2 separate regions of the Zea mays genome follow, and region 2 is linked to region 1. The links are chromatin contacts, called in public Hi-C maps. All regions are on one chromosome and are shown on one strand. Each heading gives the region's core, a stretch centred on a gene start, on an enhancer-like site or on the middle of the called end of the contact. The rest is flanking DNA. Distances are from core to core; before and after follow the strand shown. Region 1 holds the start of LOC100276791. Region 2 holds the start of LOC100280929.

What was found. A called contact is a pair of places that touch in the nucleus more often than the background predicts.
Region 2: a contact with region 1 is called in a Hi-C map of leaf, with 2.5 times the contacts expected there. The contact joins the promoter of LOC100280929 here to the promoter of LOC100276791 in region 1. A contact is called at or near these places in 6 of 25 Hi-C or Micro-C datasets (bundle sheath, ear, leaf and 1 more).

Annotation. Positions count from the first base shown.
Region 1 is chr4:221,907,994-221,910,614 of Zm-B73-REFERENCE-NAM-5.0, reverse strand. LOC100276791 reads left to right here and starts at 1,296. Exons shown (of 9, transcript NM_001150502.1): 1 at 1,296-1,906; 2 at 2,007-2,075; 3 at 2,225-2,307; 4 at 2,418-2,491; 5 at 2,621. The coding sequence starts at 1,526.
Region 2 is chr4:222,111,456-222,114,076 of Zm-B73-REFERENCE-NAM-5.0, reverse strand. LOC100280929 reads right to left here and starts at 1,309. Exons shown (of 2, transcript NM_001367151.1): 1 at 964-1,309. The coding sequence starts at 1,273.

The sequences.
Region 1 (2,621 bases), core at 47-2,546:
ATCAATGATCCTTTTGTGGTTGGCGCGCACAGATAGTACCCTTGTGCCGTATTTTTCGAGATTATTCCCTGTTCCGTTCATCATCCTTCTTGGTCGACCTCGTTCTACCTGGCCACGATCCAATGGTACACTCTGTTAGGCTAACTGTCGGGGGCCCATCAAGCAACCCATGGAGCATATCCACGTTATGAGGACCTAGGGGATATTTATCTCCCACAACGACCAAGATCAAGGTTGACCTGGTCGAGGTGACCAGATCGACGTTGTCTTTCGTCCGAACCATGTATTATTGGCCATGCCTTTATCTTAGAGTAATCTTTTGGGTTGTCTTGAGATACTCTAATAGGAGTACACAATCACAAACATTTTTTTAACCTTGATCAAATATATATATATAAAACTATTAATACTTATATACATAATTAGTATAATTAAATAGATCCTTAAATCTATTCTCATAATAAACTTATTTAGGGATACAAATATTTCTAATATTATTTATAAATCTAGTTAAATTTGAAAAAAAGTTTGAGGAATACAAATTCTATAACAATAACTATTTTAGGAAAGGAGGTGTAAATGTTTTTATAAATATATCACAAAAGAAAATCATAACATCAAGGGTAAATTGAGGCACAAACACATTCACACTACAAGCACCTCTGCCCACGGTATCAGGATCTCCACCCAACTCACCGCCTTGGAACGCATGCAGTATCAGGCCCCGTTTCAATCTCACAGGATAAACTTTAGCTTCCTGCTAAACTTTAGCTATATGAGTTGAAGTGCTAAAGTTTAATTTCAATTACCACCATTAGCTCTCTTGTTTAGATTACAAATGGCTAAAAGTAGCTAAAAAAGCTGCTAAAGTTTATCTCACGAGATTGGAACAGGACCTCAATTCCATGTGCTACACACTTGTGCAATTATCAATTCCCCAAAAAAAAACCATCGTTTTCTCCGAGAGAAAAAGAAAACGATGACAATTCCGAGAAGGAAAAATAAATGCGGCGTAGGACCGGAGGAGAGCCCCCGCGGTTTCCGAGGCTATTTTCGTCACTCCCCGGAACGGAGTTAAAGACAGCGCATGGGACCAGGCGGCGGAAAGCGGCCACCGGCGCGGCGAGGCCCGAGACCGAGAGCATCGCAACGCGCAGCAGGCCCCCACACCCCGGGGGGCGGGGCACGCAAGAACGAACCAAACCAACCCACACCCACGGCACCAACACCACCCGAAGCTGATTGACGCTGAGCGCAGCCAAATCCAGCCAGCGATAGGAATATCGCCAAGAATTCTACCGTCTGCGTCTGCCCGTCTTCCTCTCTCTCTCTCTCTCCTCTCCCTCATTCTGGATCCACCGCCGCAGCCTTAGCTGGGTCCGTCGCTGTCGCTCCGCCTCCCGCTCGCTTGCCGGGCCCGACACGCCCGCCACCGCCTCCGCTTTGTCTCTCCGGCGATCCGACGCCCCACCCGGCGTCTGTGCAGAGCAGTCGTGAGGAGTTCTCTGTTGTGGGCTGCCCGGCGATGGACCGGGGCGAGCGTCTCGGCCGCGCGCTGGACGCCTTCGGGGGCAACCTGTGGGCGCTGGTTGACGCAGCGCTGGACGCGGCCGCTCGCGACCGCCCCGACGAGCTTCGCGCGCGCCGCGATAGCATCGTCGAGCGCCTCTACGCTGCCGCCGCGGGCTGTAGCAACTGCGCCGGGCGTCCGCCGTCTGTTGCCGCTTTAGCGGCCGCGGGGCTGGAGGAAGAGGACGGCGAGGAGGCGGCTCCGGCTTCTCCGTGGGCGGAGGCTGACGCGCAAGCCGGTGGCGCGGAGGCACAGACCGAGGTGCTCGGCGCCGGCGAGCCTGATCTCGAGAGCAAGATCGTGGCCATCAGGGACTTCTTGGAGGACCCTAATCAGGTCCCCAAAGAAGCCATTTTTACCAACTCGCAGCGCAAATTTGCTCCAAATGCGCGGTCGTTTTTCACGCAAACTGCACGCTTGTGGTGTTTTGTCACAGCCCGAGAACGAGCTGGTGAGCTTGCTGCAGAACCTGGCAGACATGGATGTTACCTACAACGCACTCCAGGTCAAGTTTTCTTTTGCCATTTTGTTCTTTCACTCTTGTTTGGCTTACCCAATGGGTGGACCAATCGGTTTTCTTGCTTGTTTGAGATGATCAGGAGCAACAACCATGTGAAGGGTAAAGTTTTGAAGCTTATGTTCGTGTTTCTGCAGGAGACTGACATCGGGCGGCAGGTTAATGGTCTGCGCAAGCATCCTTCGGCCGAGGTCAGGCGGCTGGTGAAGCAGCTCATCAGGTGATGAACATGGGCACGGACACTGTTGAACTAGACAGATGATTTTCGGTTTTGAATATGCTGTCTAATTATCCTCTTTTGTGGAACCTGGTGTTGCTTGCAACTTGAAGGAAGTGGAAGGAGATAGTGGACGACTGGGTGCGCCTGGACAATTCCGGCGGTGACGGCAGTGCCTCTGTTATGAGTATGTCACCGTGCAGAGTTTTTTAGCCTCTTCGCCTCAGGATTTTGAGAGCTTTTTTTATCCTGTTCTAGATAATCCTTACTGTCCCTGACACTCCTGATGTGTGGAAATCTTTTGCTTTGATGACAGC
Region 2 (2,621 bases), core at 60-2,559, 200 kb before region 1:
ATATATCTGATCCACTTGTATTGTATGTTGACAAATGATAGTTTAAAATACGTGAAATATTCTATCTATTTACTCGCTAGCTATTTTTTTTTCCATATTTTCTATTCACGTAGACAAGAGAGTGAATCTAGCTATTTCATCCATTAAGAACGCTTTTAGAGCGTGTCCTCTCTTTTCTTTCCCAATGCAGCAGTGACACAGTGGTGCTATTATTCTAAGTTGTCATGTACGAGAAGCCAGAGCTTTGGTATTAATAACTCATTAGAAGTGTGCGAGTGCAATCAACAGTGACATGCTTTGGGTTGGTAGTGGTGGGAAAGCACATTCGTCCATGTATCTTGTACTCGTGGCAAACGTGTGAAGAGAGGCTGAACAAGTTCACGAGGAACAGAGGCTAGGTAAAGGAAGAAGGAAAACAAATAAAGGGTCACGCAGCACCGTACACAGTAGATGCATTTCTAGAAGTCATTGGAAGCCATGTTTGGTTTGTCTCGAATGGTTTCTCTGGAGTCAGATCAGTAGGGCTGTTTGTTTTCAAGGACGATTCTGGCTCTTTTGTATTACCGTGGTCACGACACCGAAGAGATCGAGAGCCTTGCCGAAGTCCAAACAGAGTTGTCATGGATGTGAGCGTCCGTGACGGGTGGTAAGTGTGCAGTACTCCACCTTTTCAGCATGCAGTATACTCACTCCACTGCTGATGCCATGACAAGAAGAAGCAACTCAAGCAAGCATACGGACTACCGACTACGTAAATAAAGAGAAGGAAAGAAGATGGGACAGAGCGACGGCAAGGGCTGAGCAAAGTACGCGTGGTGCACGAACGGGAACGGTCGCTAAGGATGAGCTGCGGCTCTGCTCTGTTCGGAGCGAGACAATAGGAACAAAGATGCACAAGGACAGAGGGTTACGGGATCCAGGTAGCTAAACGAGGGAGCGTGCATTGCATCGACTGTCGGTTACCGTGAGCGGCCGGTGCAGGAAGAGAGGGCGGCGGCGTTACATCTCCGGCGTAGTAGTCGCTCCACCACTGGCCCTCAGGCGATACCTGCTGCTGACGGGCACCGGCCGTTGCCGGCGGCGTTGCCCCGCCAGCGACGACCGTGGCCAGCGCGTCGACCATCATGGACGCCTCCCGGCTCCGCTCGTACCCCGATAGCATTCGCCACGCCGCTGCCGGCTGCTGGCCGTCCTCGTCGTCCTCCTCACCGCCGGCGCAGCAACGACAGGGCCCTCGTCCCTCCGCGTTCGCCACCTTGGGCGCGCAGCACATGAATGTAGTATGTATGGCCTGTGCGTCCCTCGTCTCGTCGCCACCATGTGCGCATACATATGTATATATATATGCGGCGCGTGGACACGTGTCCGGCTCTGGGAATTTCCACGGCACTTTGTCGACCGAAAGTCAGCTCCGCCTCCGCCGTCTTGCCTACAGTAAGTGACCTCGCACAAACGAGGTGCAATGCATTCGTCCAGGGAAACCCGATTCGGGCGTGCTTGTTTGTTCGTTTCCTTTGTCCGTACGGCAAATTTGTACTACACTACTACAGCAGTGCAGGAGCAGGAGCAGGAGCAGAGCAGGATGGTTTCCATCTACAAGTTCGCTTCATCTAGACCAGACGGTGGAACGAGTCTGGTCGACGATTCACTTATGTGTTCTGGTTTGATGTATACGGTGTTTATTTTGTCTTTACGTGACTCCTATCTAAACACTATAAAAACTGGCTGTTCTCTTTTACCTTTACTTGTACATCTAATCAAACACAATTTAGAGGTACGTACAACAGTATTTTATTTGTGTTAGTTCATTACTTCGAGTATTGAGACATAAAAGAATTACGTATTGAATATGTATATGGATAAATGGAATGGAAGAGAATTCGGGAGCAAATTGGATGCGAGTTTAATATTATATTAAACTGAGACCCGACTGTTCGCGCGATTTCGTAGGTTCACACATGGCCGACGGATGGTTGACCACCACGAGTTGTGTTTGACCACATGTGTGCGTCCAGATTTGGTGGTTTCGGTGCCACTGTGATTACCCGCACAGGTACGCTGTAATTATACTACTACTCGTAATTGCAGTAAGAATACATTAATTACCTACTTGTCCCTGTTATCCACCACGACGCATTAGCGAGGAAAGCAGTAGCAAAATCCGAATAGGCCGTTGCCTTGTCCCACCAACGCGTTCTCCTCATAGCCAAGAATTCTTTATACAACTACTACACGTGTGTTAAAAAGGTCCGGCGCCGCGGTGCGATGCTGACGACCATGACAGACCACTCGGGATGAAAACGGACGGAAAACCCATTCTCCCGTTTCCGTATCCGTATTTTATCATCGGAAACGGGATCGGGTCCGGAATAGTCGAGAACGAAAACGGAAGCAGGATAAACGGAATTGCGAAAACAAACAGAAACGAAAATATTAACGGAAACTCATAATTTAATACAAATAGAAATATTATTGATGTTTGACTAGTGATTGATTGGCAGAACAATAACATAAAACAAATAGATATAGAGAGGCAACATTCTTTTGTTGTTTGGTTGCTAAATGTGTACATTTAGCTACATCTGATGTTGTTTAAGACTTTAGATCACTTGTCATTTGAA